Linked DNA regions of Columba livia: region 2 is linked to region 1. A link is a contact called in public Hi-C data. All regions are on one chromosome and are shown on one strand. Each heading gives the region's core, a stretch centred on a gene start, on an enhancer-like site or on the middle of the called end of the contact. The rest is flanking DNA. Distances are from core to core; before and after follow the strand shown. Region 1 holds the start of COG2 (component of oligomeric golgi complex 2). Region 2 holds the start of GALNT2 (polypeptide N-acetylgalactosaminyltransferase 2).

The links. A called contact is a pair of places that touch in the nucleus more often than the background predicts.
Region 2: a Hi-C map of liver shows a contact between it and region 1, with 2.1 times the contacts expected there. The contact joins the promoter of GALNT2 here to the promoter of COG2 in region 1. A contact is called at or near these places in 2 of 2 Hi-C or Micro-C datasets (crop and liver).

What each region holds. Positions count from the first base shown.
Region 1 is chr3:76,465,421-76,471,541 of bColLiv1.pat.W.v2, reverse strand. COG2 (component of oligomeric golgi complex 2) reads left to right here and starts at 2,229. Exons shown (of 18, transcript XM_005508630.3): 1 at 2,229-2,414; 2 at 3,205-3,366; 3 at 4,121-4,186; 4 at 5,066-5,146; 5 at 5,792-5,895. The coding sequence starts at 2,343.
Region 2 is chr3:76,698,970-76,705,090 of bColLiv1.pat.W.v2, reverse strand. GALNT2 (polypeptide N-acetylgalactosaminyltransferase 2) reads left to right here and starts at 2,909. Exons shown (of 16, transcript XM_065057735.1): 1 at 2,909-3,122. The coding sequence starts at 3,006.

The sequences.
Region 1 (6,121 bases), core at 980-3,479:
ATGAACAAGTTCAAGTGGAAGCATGCTTTTTATTTTCTCAAGGAACTTCATAATTAGAACTTTGTAAAAAAACACATAAATGGCAACTGTAGGTCGTTTTAGAACAACATAAGTCTTAGCTAATACTTAAGACTTTAGGTATAATTACTTTATTATGGAGTTAACATCAGAAACTAGTTAGAATTTTTATTTCAAGCATCCAGCTCGTTAAAGTAAAAAGATAGCTGAGCAGTAATATGGCTTTGTTCCTGTACCAGAACATAGACATTTTAAATATCATAACATAAGAAAACCTTTTTGATCTGATACATACAGTCATATAGTGATAGCTATTGCAAAATAGTGCCAGTGTGGTTTTATGTGGTGGGTGTATCTTTTCTGCTCTCTAGCTGAGAACACGTGGCAACTATAAACCATGCCTGCTAACACTTGAGATCTCTGAGAGGGCTGGACACCATGAAATATGTCAGTCTTGAAGAGCTTTCCAAAGGGAGAGGGTGAAAGAAAGCAGAGGCAATTAGCATGCAAGGAGCCGGCCAGCAGCTGCACATGCCCACCAAGATCAGCACTGAACTGCTTGGCTCTTTGTACTTCTAATAACTCAGGCAAGTTCTAACAAACTCACATACTAGCCGTGGATCACTGGCATGAATCACTGCTGGTCATGGGCCAGCCGGGCTCTCGGTACTGCCAGAGTTAGGTGGGGACATACAGGTCAGTCCTGCCAAAACACTGCCTGCCCAGGACCTCTGGGGGTCTCCAGCCCAGCATGCTGCTGCAGCACTACCCAAACACATCCATCAAGCCCAGGGACTCTTCTCCAGCCCTGGCCACAGAGCAACCAGCAGAGCTCCAGACGATGCATCCTCACACCTGTTTGGTGAGGCGCTGGGCTCGCTCCTCACCTGAGCTCATCAGGGCAAAATTAAAGCCGTAAAATGTACATGTGAGGAATGAGACCCATTGCCGTCTTCCATCCTAAGGTGGCAAACAGAAATGCAAGTGATAGCAGGGAGGTTTTTAGAGCTGAATTTTTTTTCACTAAGGCATAAGTTGTAAGGAGCCATTGAAGGAGGAATGTTGTTTTTACAAAACTGGGGACCTGTCACCTGGCCTCAGCAGGGGGGGAAGGACTGAGAGACATCAGACTATGAATCCTTAATGTAAAGCAAAGTCTCTTCAAACTAATCCCGGAATGCAAACTGATTACTGCATTTAAAAAATTAAGCTAGGGGGAAGGCTAACCAAAGAGCCAGGAATCCATATTTTAAATAAATCAATAAGGGGAGAAGGTTGTTAGAATTAGATGAATGAGATAGGTGAACTGAGGCAGGCGTCGGGTAGTCTGTAAACCCTGAAGTACCCAGCCAGTGGGGAAGAGGGAAGGGAATTTGTGGCTGGGATTTTGGGGGGATATAAAGCAGGGGCTTTTTGCCCTACTCCATGTGTCTGCCCTTAGGTAGAACACCTGGTCTTGCAAAATCATCAATAAAATACACTTTGCTGAGAGATCCTGCCTGGGCCTATTATATTGGCAAGGTAATAGTTTCCTACATGAGTGACTGTGAGCAGTAGATTTTTGAAGGAAAGAAGACCCTCACAGAAGACCCTGGTGAAAAGCAGAAGGATGGAGGCGATAAATCACACTCTGACTTGTTTCCTGTTACTTGGGACCACATGGGCACAAACTACGATAAATTTAAATATAAGGAAAAGCTTTTTTTGCTGTCAAGAGTGGTCAGACCCTGGCACAACTTGCCCAGAGAGGCTGAGGGGCAGTACCCAAACCTCAAGGGGACATGGACCTTGGCCACCGGCTCAGGGTTGGGGGCCTGCACGATACCGTCGCCTTCCCACCCCTGCAGCCCCGGGTTTCCACAGCTTGTGCCATGGGCCCTGATGCCAGTTCCTGCAGCTTCATCTGATCAGGACAGTTTGATGCACTGAGGGCTGCCATGTGGCATCAGGCACTTCAGCAGCCCAGCCCCTGACTTCACAAAGCGACACGAACCAGAGAAATTCCTCCGAGGAGGCTGGGCAGGACAGCTTTAAAGGCCCGTGCTCGGCGCACACACATCCACCCCTCCCTTGCCGCCCCCCGTGCCATTTTGAGATTCCCGCCGTCCCCCTCGCCTATTGCCGCCTGTAAGGGGCGCTCGGAGCCCTCCAGGGGGCGCTGTCGCGGCGGTGAGCGAACTCTGCGCCTCTCTTGGCGCAGGTTCCGGGCTGCCTCTGTGGTGCCGTGCTGGCGGGGGCGGTGTTGCTGTGGCAGCGGCGGGTCCTGCCGCCGCGTCGGGCCTGGCGGGCCGGGCCGGGCCGGGCCGGGCTGGGCTGGGCTGGTCATGGAGGCGAAGAAGATGAACCTGCCGCGGGGCCCCGAGAACCTCTGCTTTGACAAGGACGAGTTCATGAAGGTGGGTGTGCGCGGTGTGCCCCGGGGCCCTCCGGGGTGTGGGGGAGAGGATTCCTCGGGCGGTGAGAGGGGCCCGAAGCCTTGGTCGGGATCTTTGCCCCCCGCCACGGCTTCTTCCCCGGGCAGAGCGCCCCTGTGTGTGTCACTGAAGGGACGACTCGGGCGTTGAGCAGAACTGGACTGCTTCCACCTCCGCGGCTGTGTCCCAGCGGGGCTGGAGCCTGAGTGCGGCCGGGCCCAGGCCTGCCCGGGGAGCGGGCCGGCGAGTTTGCAACCGGCTGACCTGAGTTCCCTGTCCCGGGCCGGATGCCGCTGTGAGCGCCGAGGGCAGGCCCCGGTCGGACTGCCTCCGAACCCTGCTGTGCGTGGCTTGGAAGCCAGGCTGCAGATAGACTGAAAACCAGCATTCGGGCCTCATTGCTTGGAGAGCTTAAAGCAGTTCTTAACACTGTATTTTGGTTTCTCTTTGGTTGTTCGTTTTGGTATCGTTTTGTTGTCGGTTGATTGGTTTGTTTGTATGCTTTTTAAAGTGTATGCAGGTAACATAACCTCTCGTATTTCGGAGAGAGTGGTTTTGGTACTCTGACCCACAACCTTGTGTGCTGTGGATTTATGTTAAAAACCAAGACTTAGGAACACTGGAAACTACTCCGTTAAGTAGCCTTTTTGCCCCCTAGCGCTTCAGTTTGGTGGGCTCCCTGGCATACGGAATACTTTGTTTTGGGGGTGGGACATATTTCTGGCTTGAACTTTTGACTTACAGCCTTCTCTCTTTCCTGTTTCATTTTCAGCCGGATTTTGATGTCGATCACTTTGTATCAGACTGCAGGAAACGTGTGCAGTTGGAAGAGCTCAGAGAGGATCTGGAGCTCTATTACAAGCTCCTTAAAACTGCCATGGTAGAACTCATAAATAAGGACTATGCAGATTTTGTTAATCTTTCAACAAATCTAGTAAGTGTTACTAAATTGTACTGTGTACTTCAGACTTAATGTGGTTCAGTGGGTATTTTATTTTTCATATGAAAGGTATATGGCTTTTCTTTTAGCATTATTATATTTAAGACATCTTAAACTGTGATCCCTTGCACTGAGAGAAGCTGAAAGACCATTCCTGTAGAACTTAGCTACTGCACAGAATTGCTGTTGGCCTGTAGAAAGTGTTTTAGATGTATGCTTTTTGTCTTGGAAAAACTAATTCATTAGAAAGTTAGACTCAAGGTCAGCTTGTTTTTCAAACTGACAGTAGTTGCAAAATGGAAGGAAATAAATAATTAAAATACAATAGCAATGATACAAATAAGGCCATTCTGAAGAATTATTTTAGGAATCTATAAACAGTCAATACTGTACTTACTGTACAGTCAATACATCTTAAAAAAACCCAACCAACCTACTTGACTGAAAATTGTAATCACTTTCATATTAAAATGTCTTGTCCTCTGTGTCTCCTACTATTTCACTCCCGTTCATCCAAGTTCCAATTATACAGGTTCTTAAAGTTTTCGCATTGCGTGACAGGCAGCCTGATGTTTTTATGCCTATATTTGAGGTACTGTATTTTTGCATTGCATTTAGAACTGGAGACTGTAAAGGGAGGTGTCTTTTCTCAGTTCTCTTTTAGTGTCTGTAAAATGATAGTCTTTGTCATTAATTCACATAGGGATTTAACAAAAAAGTCATAATATTTTTCTGATAATTTCTTTAGGTTGGCATGGACAAGGCTCTTAATCAGCTTGCAGTACCCTTGGGACAGTTAAGGGAAGAAGTTATGGTATGCTCAAAACAATCATTATACACAGCTTGGTAAACTTCAACTCACTTTCATATGATGTACAGACTGTCTTTTACTCATGTTAATCATTATTATAATAACCTTCTCTTTGAAAACTGATGACTTAGAGTGATAGTAAAAGAGGCACTGTGTTTTTTGAAGCAGTTGTAGCAGCAGTAAATTTCAGGCAAGAGATAAAGGACTCCTTAAACGTGGACTTCTGTGAAGACTAGTCTATGGAGAAATATTGAAACTGTTTTAATATATGAGTAATTAAAGATGGTAGTAAATAACTCAAATGCAACACAGTCCTGTTAAGGACTTTTTTTTTTTGCTTAGTCCTGTGGCTTAACCAGAAAAGACCACCCTCTGGTGGGTCTTGTTCTGGCTCTTCCACAGTGACTTGGTCTTTAGCAAGGGGCAATTGTTTATCATCTTGGCAGACAGTTCAAACGGATGTTTGCTGCCCAAATGTGCCTTCAAAATATCAGAGCCTTGATGTCTAAAACTCAAAGTAGGTTCAGGTAGCAGAGAAATATCGGTTATGTGAACAATGCTACTTAAGTCTGATTTATTAAGATCATATTGGTTTTATTGTCTGTTTCTGGGTGGAAGGCGGTTTGTTCTCTGTAAGGTACTAAAAGAACACTTCTGGTTGAAATTAAGCTGTGGTGGCAGTACTTAAAGAGTTGATTATACTTTCAGTTATTTAATTTTATTTCTGGCTTTTTCACTTAGAGGGCAGTTGATGTGCTGTAGCTTTTATTAGTCCTATATTTTAATTAATCTGTGTCCTGTTTTAAGTTTAGATGTTTGAGTTAAGGTTTTTTAAACCTTAAGTGGGAAGCCAGCTTTACATGCTGACTTTCTCCCTTACAGAGTCTTAAGTCATGTGTCAGTGAAGGAATTCAAGCAGTAGATGACCGGATGGCTAAACAAGAAGATATTAGAAGAAAAAAGGTACAATAGATAAATTATTACCTTGAAAAGATCTTGTTTAGAATGACTTTGTTTTTACCATTAACCCAGTGAAAAAGATATTCAAAAAGTTCTAGACTGTCTAGAGGCACACAGTGCAGGATTTTGTGCTTCTAAAAATAACTATTGACATTTTGGTTGACTGACTTCATTTTTACAGGATCCTGTTGATCACAAATCTTTATTTTGCTTTATTTGCCCAAAACTTATATGTTTGATTTGGTTGGCTTTTTAAAATTATTGTTTATCTTGTTTCTGCTTGTAGTAGTATAGAAACTTGCTTATTATTGATGTAATTGAAATACAGCAGTTTAATTTATAAGTGAGGGGGGACACACTAACATTTGTCTTTGTGCTTAGCTTGGAAAAGAATCAGCGATAAGAACAGCTATTCTACGTCTGTGACAAACTTTTGTTTGTGGGTTTTTATGGACTTAAGTGAGCCATACTTCAACTGAGACATGACTCAATTGTTAAGAGGGAGTTAGTTACACCTGGGTGTGGGGGAGGTGTGGAAACACCAAAACCCGCCCAAAAACCCCTACACCATCCAAAACATCTTCAAGGTTGTTAGGTAATGTAAATTGGGATTGGGGTCAGAAATTAAAAATCTTTCTTTAATTACAGATGTGTGTCCTGAGACTTATTAATGTTATTCAGTCTGTTGAGAAAATTGAGAAGATTCTACATTCCCAGGGTACGAAAGAATTGTCCTCATTAGAGGGAAACAGGTAAAAAAAAATGTAACATTTAGTTTTGTTTGTAATTGATGAGACTAACTTAATTTCCTGGTATTGTTGTAGATTAATTTACAAGCATTAGGTTATATATTTAGAAATGTAACTGATGGAATAAGTGACTGTTATTTTAGTATTTTCTCAGTTTTAGTCTTCTGCAAACCTGTCATTCACAGAACATGTGATTCAGTCTCCAAAGTTCTGAACTACTTGTAGTGCT
Region 2 (6,121 bases), core at 1,660-4,159, 230 kb before region 1:
GTATCTTTATCAGCAGAAGGCTGAAAAATGAACCCTGACATGGAAGCAGCCTTCCTTGAAGTAGACATGTATTTGCTTGTTTGAGAAGAAATTAGTTTTGATTTGACTGAGTTATAAACCTTTGGAAACTGTGTTTGAGCATGTGCAGTGGATTATTTCAGTAAGCTTGTGAAATGTGCAGCTACAGAAGGATTTCTGTACATGCATGGCCGGCTAATTTTGCTGGAAAGGAAAAAATCTATCTAAGCACATTGCCCAAATCAGTGAAAATACCTGGGGCTTCAGGGAGACCTTTGAAGACTGTCTCAAGATACTTTAGACTATGAAAAAGGCAAGAAAAGATTCTGTAGGCTTTGCAAGGTGTTTAAGAGTAAGTGCCCTAGAGATTTTGCAAGGTCAAATGGGATCACGGCTCCAGAACTGGGCACTTTATACATGCCAAGTATGTGATGTTTTCTGTGGGGAAGCACATCACATACAACACGCTCTCCGTTGGCAGATCTGCCCTGCGAAGGAATCCCCCAGCAGCAGGGAAGCTCCTCCTTCATCCCCCTTCTAGCTGAGGGTAGAGCTTAAGTGGCAGGAGTTTATCACAATGTTCACAATCTTGGGCTGCTGAGACTGCTCTGAATTACACGGAAAATATTGCTAATTAAACTTTAGCCTCTGAGGTGTTGTGTGTGTCTCTTTTTAGACACAGGCACAATCAGTGCTTTTGCAGGAATTGCTGTCACTTGCATCAAACACACTTTGGACAAATCAAAAACTCTCATCCAGAACATCTGTGTTTCTTCTGGCAGCCTGTGCTCTCCAGTGTATCTCACTTAATAGATGCCAGTTATTTGATTCCAAAACTTGTATTCTGCACAAACGGGGTGCCTCTCTCCAGCTCCCTCCAAAACCAAGAATCGTAATGCTGAGCTTATTGAAGGAGTCATATTATGTGAAGAGATCTCTATTTTACACTCTCTATACAAATGCTTATTTGGGGTTTCTTCCTTTGTCTTTTCACCTGTCCTGTCTCTCCATCAGGGCTCTGGCAGCTGGGAAGGTATGCAGTTGTTCACTGAAATCTTTGCATGCCAGACAACTTCTGCCCAGGCTGTGCCAACGCTGACATGAATCAACTTCTTGACGAGACTGTCAGCGGAGTCACTGTGCTGGTGAGCAGGTGAGCTTTTGATGCCACTTCTTTCAGCGGCTGGCTCTTCTCCTGCTCATGCAACAGAATTTCTGCCAGACCCCTGCCTCAGCCTGGCACAGCTTGGTGAGCAGTCTTCTACAGAGGCTCTGTAGCCACCAGTGCGGCTTGACTGGCAGAGGTCTGACATAGGTATAGACAGAAGGAGCACAAAATCATGCAGTGCAGTCAGAATGGGCAGCAGTAAACCAGCATATTAAAAAAAAAAAAAAAAAACAACAAACAAACCAATGGTGAGATGACAGAGAAAACCTTTAAAACCCAGGAATGTTCTGCTTTGAGTGGATACCGTGGCTCTGAAATAAAGGTGCTTTTTAATTGCTAGGGAATGTGTCTCAGTTTTGTGCTCTCATTTTTTGATATCTCGGAGTAGAATGAGACAGCAGCAAATGTTGGACAAGAGGAAAGTCAGTGGTGTGGAAAAAGGACAGCATGAACTGTGCACGCACAAGTCAGTGAACCACACTGAGGGCTAGCAGCAGTGTAGTGTCTGTCCTGGGGTGTTTAATGGTGGAACTGGGTAAGCAGAAAGAAAGGTAATTTTACCAGGCCATGACCTCATATCGACAGATCAGCCTCTAAGAGTAGAAGCCCACTTGGGTCAACCTGGGAAGAGTCCTCTGGAGGCCCCCTTAGGCCTGTGTGGGGGCAACCGTGCTTCCAGACTGGGTGCTGCTGTCCGAGTAATGCAGTGACCTCAGAAGGGTGAGGGAGCAGATGCGTGACCTCAGTGGGAAGGTGGGGTTGTCAAGACCTTGATGTCTCCCACAAGGCCACACAAGAATCTCTTAAATAATGTAAGGCAGAGACTTATCAAATGAGATGTGGATACCTGTCACGCAGAGAACACTGGACATCATCCAGCATGACTTTGCTTTCTCACCTTTGAGATTTAATGAAGACCAGCCTCACCACCTGCCCCAAGTGACCGCAAGGACACCACCTTCACAAAGCAGATTGTTCGTTCCCTGCTGTTCAGTGGGAACACCAGGGAGACACAGAAACGACTTCTGGTGGCCAGCTTGGAGCTTCTGTGCAGCTGGGATCCCTATATAACGAGCCAATATGGGCTGAGGCGTGCTCAACCCACCAGTGGCGCAGTATGGAGAGTGCGCTGAACGGGGTGCAGCCGCAGCCGGGATCACCCCTCACGTCAGAGGGGCCGCTCCCGGCGCTGCCCATGCCCCAGCCCGCAGAAGTGCGGTCACAGACACTTTCGGCCGGAGGCAGGCGGGGGTGGGAGGCGGCGGGCCGGGCGCCCGAGCAGCTCCGAAACCCCACGGCCCCGCGGCACCCGCCAGCCGCCGCTCCGGGCGCGGGCCGGCTGCTGACCCGCCCGCCCTTCGGCAGGCGCAGCCGGGGCGGCCCCGCGCTTGCCCGTCACGTCCCGGCCGTTGGCCACGAGGCGCGGCAACCGCCTCATCGGGCGGCGGCAGCGCGCGCCCCTCAGGCAGGCGCTGGGGAGCGCGGCGGCGGTCGGCAGGGCGGCGCGGGGCCGGGGCACCGGGCGCGGGAGGGAGGGAGGGACGGGCGGGCGAGGTCGGGCCGTCCCGCCGCCGCGGGGGGCGCGCAGCCCCCGGCCCGGGCGGGAGGGGGCGGCGGCCCGGCGTGCTGCAGCCATGGCGACGCTGGTCGCCCCGCTCCGCCCCGCTCCGCCCCCCGTGGGGCCGGGCGGCGCGGGATTGGTCGGGGGGCGGGCGTTCGCCCTCTGCCCCCTGACCCTGCGCGGCGGCGGCGGCGGCAGGAGCGGAGGCTGCTGCTGCTGGCCGTTTCCTGGTGGCCTGGCGGCGGCGCGGGAGGGAGGATGCGGCGCAGGTCTCGGCTGCTGCTCTGCTTCGCCTTCCTCTGGGTGCTGGGCATCGCCTACTACATGTACTCGGGCGGCAGCGCCGCGCTGGCCGGCGGCGGCGGCGGGAGGAAGGTAAGAACCCAGCCTGGAGACCGCGCGGGGCAGGCGGTGAAGGTGCGCCCGCTCCGTGTCCCGGCGGCGGGGCGGCTCGGGGCGGCGCTGCCCGGTCCTCAGGGCGGGGGCGGCGGGGAGGTGCTCGTTTGCAGGCGCGGTGAAGCTCCCCCGGGCTTCTTCTTTCCCCACTAGCACGTTTCCCGGAGGCAGATGGCTTCTTTGTGGACTTCAGACCGGTTTCAGCCTCGTCACGTCGCTCCCTGCCCAACTGCGGCCGGCCACGTCCCGGGCCGGGGGAAGTTGGTGTGGGAGGGGAGAGTAGGGCGGGTGGCGGGGGGGCCGGGGCTGCGCTCCGCGGCGGGGGGGCCCCGCCTGGGCTCCGCTCCCGGCACAGAGCGGCTGCCCCGTCCTTCCCCCGCCGGCACCGGAGTCGCCCGGGCTCGTGTGCCCTCCTCGGGAGTGCGCGGGGATCCGAGATGCAAGTGCTTTTTCTCTCTGGGATGCGCGGTGATTTCCTCTCGCTACGTCTGCAAGATGCCCTTTTATGATCGGTTTTGCAATATTTCGGGAAATAGCTGGATTTGTCACGTTCCACGTCTGTGGTGTGGAAGGTCTGTCTTCTCGTTTTTTTTTTTTTTTTTTTTTTAATCGGCTCCGTTAGTAAGGCTCAAGAAGTTGTCTATTGACAGTACAGGAATATTTTTTCTTTATTCTGCTGATCAACATATACAGTCCACTTTTCGGTGTGTTGTAGTAATTCATTGATCAGGAAAACAGCTGCAAGTTAAGTATGTCATAGTTCAAGATTTTTGTCAATCAAAGCAGGTTTATATGGCATGATGCTGGAAATGGCAACTTTATCTGCAAACTCTGTTTAGAAAAATTACTTATGAATAAGTGCTTTTTTTTTTTTTTTGGTGGACTTTCCCCCACCCCCAAACACTAGCAAAGCCAAGAGCTTTTAAGAACTCTTGTTTAAGCCTTATATTTTGGAATAGGAAAGGTGAAAAGGCATCTCATAATGGCATAGTTTTTCTAAAAAACCCAAACAAACCAACCCAGAAATGAGAAGAAAGCAAGTGAGCAAAGTGTTCCACAGTTAGACAGTGTTCTTTGCTAATAAATGTCAGTCTCCTGTTAAATGAAAAGAAGTGTTTATTGAGTCTAGTGCTGTGTAAGAAGAAGAATCTTCTTGTATTGCTTTGATGCAGTTTGGTTCATTAATGCGTGTATTTTCAGTAAAAATCTGCTGATGACTGGTTCCCATGGCAGGTTGTGGAAGCAAATACTTGCATGATTATTTAGAAGATTACTTATGTGAGCAAGAGACTAGAGAATGAGTTGCTTCTCGATGATAATTTGCTCTCTGTTCTGATATGTCCTGTTTTATTTTCCCCTTGTAGCTTAGGAATGTATTCAACAGCAGCTTTTGATGTAGTGTATTAAAGTAAGTGTTAACTGTGTATTGCTAGATACAAGCTCTTCGTCCTTCAAAGTAGATAGGTAGCAGAAATAGATCAAGCATGTGATAAAAAGTAAGGCAGTAGTGTAAAGCCTTTCTTGAAGAACCACTAGAGTGTATTTAGAAAGTAAAAGCAATCTTACACTGTTGCTGATGTGTAATGGGATAAAGAAAAGCTATGCAGGCAAATATATCTGTAGACAGGGAAATATATTTTTAATTCTTATGGTGCATTTCATTTGGGGTTTTCAGACAGATTTGCAACTCAGTTTGATTAATTTTTAGTGCTGGGGAAACTGCAGTGTGAGGATAGTGATTTACCCAAGGTCATCTAGAAGACTGGGTGAGAATAAAATTGGAAAGATATGAGTTTTTCTGAGTATGAGTCTGGTACTTAATCTACTAGAACCTTCTGCTGTTTATTATTCGTATTAGTAGGAGGTTTTATTATTGTTTCAAGAGGTCTGTGACCATGATACTTGCTTTGATAGTATAGTTTGTTATCATTCTGTACAAAATTTAGTAAACCTTTACTAGCCTAGGTAATAGGGAGAGTGTAGTAAGGATAATTAAAAGAAAACGAGGCATTTCATAGGCCTGAGTTGAAGTTCAGTGCTACGTTTAAAAATATGAAAGTTTAAAGTAAGTCTGTGGTAAGGAAGAACATAGGTATTGTGACCACAAGAAACAAGTGGGGAAATTAACAATTATGTGTGGATTGGTGATTTAGGATTCTATTTTCTGTCAGTGAAGCGTAAAATTTAATCCTAGGCCTCAGCATAGGTTAGCAAATGCAAGTAGAGCAAGACGCGTGTAATGTAATAGCTTCTGAATCTCAATAAAAGGCTTATTAACTTAGTGTCAGACCCTGGTGTAAAACAAAAACACAAACTGTCTTAAATGCACAAGCAGAAAACCTACTGTAGTAAATTTCTGTGTGCGTATGACTTCATGTAGTCCTTATTACTTGCCCACTATTTCCATGTAATGGAAGCAGAGTTGCTTACAGAAGAACTTGACTTTTAATAAATTGAAGTCTCTGCCATGTTCAGTCTATAAAATTACAAAAACCGGGAGAGGATAGTTCTTAATTTGTTTGAGTAAGTAATTTGCATGTTAATTACAGACCTGGTTGTATAAACAATGTTGTTTTCTGTAAGGGTGATTTTTTTTTTTTTTTTTTTCTCCTTTATTTATTAGAGTAGTGGTAGAGCTAATGTAAGCATTTACTTATTTTGATTCTCCACTTGAAACCTTTCTAATGGGATCTATGGAGCTCTTTAGATATTGCAGTGTAAGGTGCAGCTTCACTCAAGTTTTTGGCCCCTGGCAACAGTGGTAGAATCCATAGCCGGGTGTGCCATGCTCTGGCCTGGTAGGAGCTGAGCAGGCATGAATGGGGCTAAAGCACATAATGTAGAAGCTGTCTCATTGGTAACTGTGTAAATAATAAAAGGAGAAAATATCGAGAAGTGCAAAGCTTCTCATCCTGGACCTAGGCATAAAAACTGTAGTAGAAAGAAATTACATCTTCCACGTCCAGGCTTTAGGGTGG